Linked DNA regions of Mus musculus: region 2 is linked to region 1. Evidence: chromatin contacts called from public HiChIP or PLAC-seq data. All regions are on one chromosome and are shown on one strand. Each heading gives the region's core, a stretch centred on a gene start, on an enhancer-like site or on the middle of the called end of the contact. The rest is flanking DNA. Distances are from core to core; before and after follow the strand shown.

The links. HiChIP or PLAC-seq counts read pairs in DNA pulled down with a chosen protein or histone mark.
Region 2: an H3K27ac HiChIP or PLAC-seq map of embryonic stem cells shows a contact between it and region 1, with 3 times the contacts expected there. The contact joins the promoter of Clic6 here to the enhancer-like site in region 1. A contact is called at or near these places in 2 of 115 datasets of contacts at active chromatin or transcription factors (embryonic stem cells and extraembryonic endoderm stem cells).

Annotation. Positions count from the first base shown.
Region 1 is chr16:92,016,892-92,022,245 of GRCm38.p6, forward strand. No RefSeq gene overlaps it. Among named protein-coding and RNA genes, the nearest start is that of Gm36905, 22 kb to the left of the region's middle. Within about 2 kb of position 2,455, at least 169 of the 459 cell types and tissues checked have an H3K27ac peak or open chromatin away from gene starts, as enhancers often do. A contact at or near this core is called in embryonic stem cells, where this site is marked.
Region 2 is chr16:92,495,695-92,501,048 of GRCm38.p6, forward strand. It overlaps Clic6 (chloride intracellular channel 6), which reads left to right and starts at 2,453. Exons shown (of 6, transcript NM_172469.3): 1 at 2,453-3,863. The coding sequence starts at 2,760. It overlaps 2410124H12Rik (RIKEN cDNA 2410124H12 gene), which reads left to right. Exons shown (of 3, transcript NR_165041.1): 3 at 1,356-1,676.

The DNA of each region.
Region 1 (5,354 bases), core at 1,205-3,704:
TCCACGTGGTAACAGTGGTGGTTGCCTTGTAACTCGGCTGAAAAGGTGACTCACAAATATTTTACTCGTTTTTCTTTTTTTTTAAATTTCCTCATAACCTTGTGGCGGATGTATTTAGTGTCTTTTGCAGATGGGTTTCATCACCCTACTCCCCACAGCACGGATACCAAAGGCCAAGAATGTGCAAGTCCTTCATATAAAATGAAGTCATTTGCATGTAACCTAGACACCCCTCCACGTATTTTAAATTGTCTTTACATTGTTTTTTAATACCTAAAGCGATGTGGGTGGTCATAATATTATACTGTTTAGAGAAGAATAACAAGAAAAAAGTTTGTACTTGTTCAGTACCGATGCAGTTTTTGGAGTGTGCGCATTAATTAGGTCTGTGTGTATGGATGTGGGTGTGCGCCTGACACACTGTGCAGGTGAGAGGACAGCATAGGTGGTGGTCCTCACCTTCTACCCTGTTTGAAGCAGAGCGTGTCATTCATGCTCAGTGCTACATAAACCAGGATAGTTTCCAGGGCTTCTCCTGTCTCTCCTCCCACCCTCCTGTGTGAGTACAGTGGTTACAAATGTCTGTGTTACTGCAGCCAGCCTTCTGTGGGATCTGGGGATTTGAACTCGAGTTCTCAGGCTTGCACAGCAAGCTCCTCAGTATCAGATGCAGCTCAAGTTGATTTTTTAAAAAGATTCAGTGTGTGTGTGTGTGTGTGTGTGTGTGTGTGTGTAAAGTGCAGGTGCCAGAGGAGGGCATCAGATCCCTTGGAGCTAGAGTTACATGAAGTTGTGAGCCACCCGGTGTGGGTGCTGGGAACCAAACTCTGGCCCTCTGCAAGAGCACTCCATGCTTTTTACTGACTGAGCCACCTCTCCAGCTCCATCACTGATGCAACTTCACAAACAAAGCCAAAAAGCTTTCAAGCAATGGTTGGTTGGATTTCCCAGACTTGGGGCGCTGGCTTCATATAGTCTCACTTGGCAGATAAACTCACAAGAGAGAAGCAGAAAGCGTCACAAGGAACTAGGAAAGGCCTCCTCTTCCTATTTGAGTCAAGCACTAACTCCAAGGCATGTTCTGGCCACACCCTTGCTCCCCACTAGTGAGGAAAGACAGAGTTCTCTGCACTTGGGTCCACGATCACCGGGAAGGATGGTTCAGCACAGACCTCTGGGTTAGCCTCCAGGAAGCAAGTTAGTTCCTGGAATTCTTTGCTTACATTTGTTTGACTAATTTTTTTTTCTTGTGACACTGAGGCCAAGGGGATACTTTTCTAGGGGTGTCTTAGGGTTTCTAACAAACATCATGACCAAAAAGCAAGCTGGGGAGGAAAGGGTTTATTGGGCTTACACTTCCATACTACTGTTCATCACCAAAGGAAGTCAGGACTGGAACTCAAGCAGGTCAGGAAGCAGGAGCTGATGCAGAGGCCATGGAGGGATGTTCTTTACTGGCTTGCTTCCCCTGGCTTGCTCATCCTGCTCTCTTATAGAACTCAAGACTACCAGCACAGAGATGGTCCCACCCACAAGGGGCCTTTCCCCCTTGATCACTAATTGAGAAAATGCCTTACAGCTGGATCTCATGGAGGCATTTCCTCAACTGAAGCGCCTTTCTCTGTGATAACTCCAGCTGTGTCAAGTTGACACAAAACTAGCCAGTACAGAGGGATATACATATAACTAAAACCCTTTGCTTTTATTATATTAGATGCTATGGTGGCACATACCTTTAATCCCAGTACTTGGGAGACAAAAGTAGGCAGCTGGCTGTGAGTTTGTGACCAGCTTGTTTTATAGAGTGACTTCCAGGGTAGCCAGGGCTATGTAAAGAGACCCTGCCTCAACTGTCCCCCAGAGACATTTCTAAAAAGGTGTAGTAGTGTACCATTTTTCCCCTTCTGAAGTTTGTTTCTAAGGGTGTCTTGTTGTCTTTCATCTTAAGAAAATTGTCTAGCTTTTATTTCTAAGTAAAAATTTTCCATAGTTCTCAAACAGAAAGGAAAAACTACTGCAGAGAATTTTCTTTTCTCTCTTCTGCATTGCAAGGAACTGTGGTGGTTAAAGAACCCACCTCCTAAAGGCGCCCAAGCATTTGTGTTCTTTGAATCGGAAGAATGGAGGGAAATGGAAGTTTCTAGGGGCCCTGTAAAATGGGAGCAGGATGCAGGATGCAGGTATCATGAGGAGCAGGGTGAGCTGCAGGAGTTTCTAACTCCCTGAGAAAGCTTCTTCCCCCTAGAAAGACAAAAATGTTTATCCCTTGTCTCTTCTATTCAGTCTGAGGGACGCAAAGCCCTGTCTCCTTGCAAAGCATCCAGGCTGACTTTTGCTGTCTTTGCATCCATTCCACAAACTGCTCTTCATCCAAATAGTTAACTCTGCTGCCTGAGGACCCGGGGTGGAGGTCGGAAGGAAGCCACCAACACAAAAGCCACAGAGCAGCAGTTCCGCTTGCTTGCTTGCTTGCTCGGAGGTGCTTATGGAGACAGAAACTCGAGAAAACAAAGGGACCGAGTATGTGAACTCGCAAATCCTCCTCACATGCCGATGGTTGGTGGGTGGCAGGAGCAGCGTTTAGTTCCCTGCAGTGGGCGGTTTTTTTTTTTTTGTTTTTTTTTTTTTTGTTTTTTTTTTTTTATGGCGCCCAGTGACAAAGAGCCAAAGAGGATAAGAGCCCTGAGAGCCCAAAGTGGAAAACTACCAAGTTCCGCCGCCAGCCCAGCATCGTCACCTCACCGAGTGAGCACAGCGGGGGCTCAAGCCATCAAAGCTCGAAGCAAGGGAGACTCTGGTGGGGTCATCGGTACACCCCGTGGCCCAGCCCCGCACCACACAAGGCAGCGTTTGTTCCTCAGTTTTCTCATACTTGGCTCCTTTTGTTTCAACTGACTGACAAATTATCAAGTGTGGGTCGACCAGTGGATGGAGATTTCAATTATTGCTAACTAGTTCCTGCCATCTTCTTTTAGGAACCCCACAGGGTAAAATTAACATATTGAGGAGGCAACTACAGCTCAGAGAAGAAAGTCATTCAATTGATCTCAGCTCTGTGGTCCTCTGAGTGGATCAGCTAAATGCCTACTTGGAGGAGAGCATTAAATGTCCTGAAAAATAGCTTTAGAACATGAGCAAACTGAAGCGGCTACATCAGAGGTTCTAAAATATCTCACGTGTGTGTGTGTGTGTGTGTGTGTGTGTGTGTGTGTGTGTGTGCGTGTGTGTTTGAGTCAGCGTTAGCAATTGGTAACCACTTTCTGCGGTGATGAATCCATGGGACCCAGGGTAGAGCAGTGAAAACTGAACACACACACTTCAGCCAGAATAGCAGTAGCTTACACATTGGTGAAGGAAGGCAGGAGAGCTCTCTGGAAAGCTTACTGCTTGTGGAGATGTGAGGACCGGGGTTGAAAGTCTGTCAGTGACAAACCTGATTGAAGGCCTCAGGGATCTTGCCTTTCTCAAACAGGACAGTGGTGGAGAACGTGAAGTCCATCACTATAGGTACCATTCAGTTTTATATGACAAATGACCTAAGTTGCCAATTGATGTGTTTGCTCAACAAACATATAGTAAGCACTACTAAGGAGCAGGGCATATTTAATGGCAGACCAAGTGTCGTCGTCGTCGTCGTCGTCCCCCCCGCTTCCCCGCGGCCCCCCTCAAGTTGTGAGTGGGCAGCTTTGGCGTGGGTGGTAACACGTGGGTGGAACGTGGAGAGATGGAGGGAGGTAAGCTGCATGCATCGTGAAGGCTATGTTGGCAAATCTGATTTTGTTTTTGTTTTTGGTTTTTGGTTTTTCGAGACAGGGTTTCTCTGTGTAGCCCTGGCTGTCCTGGAACTCACTTTGTAGACCAGGCTGGCCTCGAACACAGAAATCTGCCTGCCTCTGCCTCCCGAGTGCTTGGATCAAAGGCGTGCGCCACCACGCCCGGCGCTGCAAATTTTTATCCTGAGGGTCAAAAGGACGTTCAAATAACCAGCTATGGAAGGGAAGGTGAGACCTGGTTTCTTCACAAACGGGGAAGTTCTGTTCATGTCCAGGTGAGTGGACGGTCCTCCATAGTGATTGGCAGCGGAGAACGACGGAGAGAGAAGGCTCTGTGAGGAGAGGAAGAGCAGAGTCAGAGTCAAGGAGCAGCATGGGTGATGGTGCGATTCATGAAGGTGAGCCTGCGGAGGAGGCAGGACAGGTTAAGAATGGAGAGGGTTTAGGTGGCCCATCCGTCCTGTATTAATTCATTTCCTCATTCCTGTAGCATAATATCTGACCACAGCAACTGGAGGAAGGGAGGGTTGCTCTAGCTCAAGGCTGGAGGGAAGTCCCTCTGGGGGAAGCCCTCATGGAGGGGACATGGTGGCAGCTGTGAGGCTGCTCATCAAATTTCACCCATAGTCAGAAGACACGGTGACAGAGACTTCCACTCAGTTACCTTTTTCCTTTTGTTCAAGCTACGACCCCAGCACTTAGAACAGCACAGATTAAGGACCGTCTTCCCACCTCGGTTAATCTAGACTAAGTAGTCTAGATAATCTCTTACGGAGGTGCCCAGAGATTTGTCGGTAACAGTGATATGAAATCCTATCAACTTAACAATCAAAATAAACCGTCGCATAGCTAAATGTTTTGTGAGCACGTATACAGGTGGGTCAGCCTATACCCATCTGTTATATCAAAGCCACAGGGACGTGTGGCTTTCCAGAAAACTCTACTGCCTTCTTGCACCAATGTTTTGTATTCCTACAATGAAATGCCAGAGGCAGCCGACTCAGTAGAGAGGAGAGATTTACTCTCGCTCACACTCCTGGCACTTCGAAGGCATGGTGTGGATTCAGTTCTGGTGAAGATCTCATGGCACGGGGCAGCTGGTGGAGCCTAGATCACAGAGGGCACCAAGAAGCCGAGTGAGTGAGCCAGACGGCCCTGACCTTACTTCCCTTTGAGAATACCCCACAATAACCCAGAGCTGGGCCACTAGCTCCTCCCACCACCTTAAAAAACCCCGCCTACTGCCTTCCCCTTGGGCCCCTGGAAACCAAGCCTCCAATCATGGACCCTTGGGAGATACGCAACCACAACTGGGTGGTTTGGAATTGTCCAGATAACTGAGAAAAGGGTATGCCCAGGGAAAACTCCATCAAAAAACTTTTCCTAGAAGGATAAGCAAGGGGGGCGGGGAGGAAGACTAAGGAAGAAAATAGGCAAGTTTTAGAGCTATCAAGGAAGAGCAGGGTAGCTCAAGAAGAGAGGGGCATGCCAGGGCAAGTTCAGTGTGAGTCAGGTGGTTTCCCCAAAGGAATGTTCTAAGTGTTGCCCTTGGCTGTCTGTGAGTGTGGCCTTAGCTGGGAA
Region 2 (5,354 bases), core at 1,203-3,702, 480 kb after region 1:
GGTTTGGAATATTTACATGAAGGAACACGAATGGGTACCAGTTGCTGCTAGGACCTCACTGCTGCCTTTGTTCTCCTCTTAGAGACGAGTGATAGATGCTTTCTCTCTCTGGTGAATGCATCAGGATTCCTTCATCAGGAGCCACGTAGGGTCTACCTGACATGTCTGTCTATCTTACCCAGGGTGTGTGTGTGTGTGTGTGTGTGTGTGTGTGTGTGTGTGTGTATGTGTGTGATGTGCTTTGAGTGTTTTGTGACTTCTATTCAAAGCTATGGCTTTCTTCTTGTTCTTTCTAGGTAGAGTTCAGCCTCAGAGAAATGTGATGTGGATATGGGTGTCCATCTGTCCTGTTGTCTCGGTTCCATGCTTCTCCAAGTGATTAATAAGGGCTGGAAATTTATTGCTCACAGTTTTAGGGTCTGGGAATGGCAATAGCAAAGCATTAGCATCTCAAAAATGCTTTCTTGATGCACTGTCCTGTGGTATAGATGGGTGCTTCGGATACAGCAACAAAAGTCAGGAAGGCAAGAAAGGAAAAGGAGAGAGACACCCAGAGACAGAGAGAGACACCCAGGGACAGAGGGAGACAGAGAGATAGACAGAGACAGAGAGAAAGGAAGGGAGCAGGCAGACAGACAAATAGGTAGGCAGGCAGGCAGGCACCCATACATTCATGTACAGTTTCTCTCTCTCTCTCTCTCTCTCTCTCTCTCTCTCTCTCTCTCTCTTTTTCTCTCTCTCTCTCAATACACCCCCAAAGTCCACACATGGACTTTTCAGGGACACGTTCAAACCACAGCTTTAGTTATCCATCAGGGATGAGCAATGGGGATACAAAGGAAGAATTCAACATGCATCCCTCTCTTGTCAAGATAACAGGATCCTCTGTGGGTGTGGTGGCTAAAAGCAGTAAGAGCCTGAGAAGTCAAACTGAAATCCCCACGGCTCCATCATTCTTAGGCAACGCCTTCCCGGGTGCTTGCTCAGCATCCTTGGAGGTCTTGAGTTCAGTCTCCAGCATTTTATCGAGACGTGACGAGGTGATGTAATCTCAGCAAAGGCAGGGTCAAAGTTCAAGATCATCCTGTGTTATATTGTATGCTCTGGGCCAGCCTGGGCTACATGAGACTTCGCCTCAAACAAAACAAAAACAAAACAAAACAAAACAAAACACCCAACCAATTTAAATTATGTTGAGATATTATCTGTCTATGAAAAAAATTCAAATCTTTTATTGTGAAAGGATGTTGAATGTTATCAAGTGCCTTGTCTGTACCTACTGAGATGAACACATTTTGTTTCAAAAAAAAGATTTATTTATTTTTTAATCATCTGTATATATGTTATTCTTGCAGGGGTTTGTGCATGTGAGTGCAGGTGCCATTTGAAGCCAGAAGAGGGCGTTGGATCCTCAGAACTGGAGGAAGTTGTGAGCTACCTGATGTGGGTGCAGTACACACTCTTAATTCCAGAACCATTTCTCCAGCCTGCATGTGATTTTTAAAGTCATACATTCTGTTGTTTTGACGCATTGCGCCTATAGATTTGCATGTGTTGAGCCACCACTGCAACCTCCAACCTCCAACTTGATAGCCGTGGATGATCTTTTTGATATGCTGTTGTATTCAAACCCTTGGTGTTTTGTTAATAATGTTTGCATCTATACTCATCAGCAATATTGGTCTAGAGTTGGTGTGTCCTTTGATAAGGGGGAAATGCTGGCCTCACAGTTTGGGGTGGGAGGTCCTCTCTCTATCAATTCAGTGGAATAGTTTTGAAAACTTCTCTGAAAGAAGTTTTTGACGGGTGATAGTGGGGGACTCCTGGCCCAGTTAATTCTATAACTTCCTTTTTTCCCATCCCGAATTTTCTTCCCCCACCTTCAACCCCCAACGCCCTAACCACGATATTGAGACCCAAGCACTGGACATGAGTAAGGAAATCTGAGTCCGAGGGATGCACAGATTCTTAGGGTCTTCAGGGGCTGGAGAAGGAGAGGTATCCGTCTGGTTCTCCTCCCCTCCCCCCACCACCTCAACAAGCACGCCAGGCTATTGTCCCTTCCATCTTTAGGTTCCTGGAACTCACAGAAATGGGAGGGCAGCCATTCCTCCCTTTGGGGTTAATACCTTTTCTGTGGAACCTGAGGCAGGGATGGGATGGGTCTATTCCACTCAGCATCAGAGTCGCCTTCATGGTGAAGTGAGGTAAGGTGGGAATCCAATACTGAAGTATGTGACCGTGATTTAAATGGCTCTGAAACTTGAAGCTGTTCCAGAAAACGCTAAAGTGGCCAGTAAAATCAGTCTTTTCATTAAAATCCACAAAAGCCGCAGAAAGGCTGTCATTGGCTAGCTTCCCAGGCCACCCAAAGTGGCTAGGAGGTGGGGAAGACAAACCCCGCCCAAGCCCTAAGAGGGGAGAACTGGCTCTGAGAATTTCTGGTCAACCCTTGAGACCGCAGGGAACCAGCCCATCTCTTCCAAAGACTTCAAGAGGCAAGCTGAGTTCTTTAGCCCCACACCCTGGCCTGCACAGAAGGATTGGGGTCCGGGCGCGAATTTAGGAGAAACAGGAACTCTTGAGGAAGAACCCAAAGACCTTAAGACAGGGAAAAGGGACATAGAGTCTTGGGGCCCTCTAGATTTTGCATCAAGCGAAACCTTCGCTTCTAGAACCGCGAGTGGGGTGTCCTCCCGGAGGGGGCACGTCAGCCCCTGCCCCTCACCCTGAGCAGCGTCGAGGAAGGGTGTTTTACCATGGCTGAGGCCACGGAGCCCAAGGAGGTCGCTCCAGGTTCCCAGGGGCAACCCGAAGGTGCGACAATCGAGGGACCAGGAGAGCCAGGAGCTGCGGACCTGGAGGGGCGGGAAGCGAGCGAGGAAGCTGCAGAGGCACCTAGGGACCTGGGGGCGGGCGTAGAGGCCAGGGCCTCGGGGAAGGAGGAAGGAGGCTGTGGGCAGGACGAGGGAACTGGGGGAGCGCAGGCGCAGGACCCGCGCACCGGCCCTGAGGCCGAGACGCCGGGCGCCAGCGGAGCTCCAGGTGAAGCGGAGGCTGCGGAGCGCGACCCCGAGGGCGCGATCCCGCAGGGAGCGGAGGAGGCGCCAAGCGCCCAGCAGGTGCAGGGGATGAGCTCTGGGTTAGACTCTCAGGGTGAGGCCCCCGAGGTCCCTGGGGACTCTCGCCGGGAGCCCGAGGACCCCACGGCCTCAGAGGCAGGGGAAGAGGCAGAATCTGGTCAGGAAGCGCAGGGAGGCGGCGCGCTAGGGTTGCAGATCAACCCAGAAGTCCAGGGACTTGCAGGGGACAACATGGACACAGAGGCACCCGCAGGAGGGCCACTTGGGTCGGAGAGTGAGCCCCAGGGTGGAGGGGAAAGCAGCCCTCAGCCCCAGGATGAGGCGATTGAGATTGTAACCACAGAGATCGGAGGGAACGAGTCCGGGGAGCTGGCGGGCGCTTCGGCCGCAGACGCCGCGGGGGAAGGGGAGACCCTGGGGAAAGACGGGTCCGAGGAAGCAGCTTCCGAGGATGCGAGAGTAGATGCTCATGAGAATGGGGACCAGGGCAAGCTCCAGGAGGAGACCGGGGAGGAAGAAGCGAGGCCAGAACCCGAGTTGAAGGGACCCTGCGAGGGGGCCATCCAAGAGAAGCCCCCCGACGGCAGCCTTGATGGAGAGGAGGCCAAATCCACCGAACACGAGGAGGAATCCCAGGCAGAGCTCAGCAACCACTTAGCTGAGGAGCCCAGCGTCCAGGGTGGAGAAGAGTTGGGGCGAGTGAACGGCCGCAGGGAGAATGGCCCAGCATTGGAGGAGGGGGATCCGGGACAGGAGCACGACATCACCCTCTTCGTCAAGGTAAATCTTGCGCCCCCAGGGCCTACCCACAGAACCAAAACCGTACTCAAGTGCTTCAATCAGTCAGAAGGAACAGCTAGGGTTTCAGGAGAGTCAGGGCTGTGAATGAGGGTTAGTGGTTTGCCTAACTCGTATGAGGGGCCATCCCCAGCATCTCAAGAGTCAGTAGCATGAACCATGTAAGGTTTGGAAGTCAGGGGTGTGTGTGTGTGTGTGTGTGTGTGGTTGGTGACACTCCACTATCCCTTGTCCTGAACATCCTAACTGGCCCTTCTATTCCTAAGAATTAGGAAGAAAACAAAAAAAGTGACCAGCCTTATTAGTATTCAAAAGGTTTCAGCTAAAGAAGGCTTTAATCCTTGGAGTGAAAAAATGTGAACAGGTAGGTTCAACATGAGAATTCCCAGACTTAACTCCCAGAGGCCCAGAGCTGCCCAGCATTTTCAGGTGAAAAAACAAAACAAAACAAAACAAAACAAAACCTCGTCCAGGGGACACTGGGAAGTCTCCTATACACTGTCTTGTTTATTGAACATTTTAAGGTTTACTTTGGCAGATTTCAGGATGCAGGAGACTTGGACATCGTTTGTCTGAGTAATATGTTTCTGGTCTCCCTTTCCGTCAGGAAGAAAGCCATGATTTCATTTTTGAAAGAGTCTGTAGACACATAAGGAGGAAGTTTTGAGTGTAAACAGGCATTTTTACAAGGCTTCCAAAAAAAAAAAAAAAAAGTGGACAAAGTCCAGCAGTGGCTCACACCAAGAGCTTTGTTTAAAAGAAAAAAGTTTTTCCTGGGGACCTTTGGTCAGACCCCAGGAAGCTAGAGATAATAGGGTGAAGAATGTGTTACATGTCGAATGAACCCTAATCCTTCAGAAATCCCTTCACGTTTACAGACGGTCTAAACCCCTTTGGCTGAGATTTTAATAAGTAAAAAGAAAAATGTTCCCAGGAGATTAACACCAGGACCTAACCAAGTGTCTGAGATGGCTGAGATCTCCCCTTGCTTCTAAACAGTGAGATGGCTCCTTGCACACTAGCTCTATTTTAAAGACCGTAGGAGAGGGCGAAAACGGTGGAGTCCAACATGTTGGCACAGCCCTTCACTAGTCCTGTGGAGACTGGCGTGCAGGAGCAGGGTGGCTCCAGTCTGTTCCCTTAGGAGGACATTTTGCATGGTTCTGGTCACGTGGCTGTGTGATGATCCCGGCCAACCTGCTTGGCCTGCAGTTATGGAGGGAACTGCTCCTCTGCATCATTACCTGACCCCCCACTACTCTCTTTATCGCAGAGTTGCAAGGAAATCCAACCTCCCGGCCCAGGCACAAGTCCTTCAGGACTCAGTTCTTTGCCTCCTTTCTTCTCTCTCTGGCCTTCCCTTAGCATTGTGGGGTCCCCGGGTCACCAATGGCACTGCAGTGGCGGCTGTAGGAAGGTACTGTGTACCAGGGGAGAGCCATACTCCTGATTCTCCCAGCCTTGAAGGCGTGC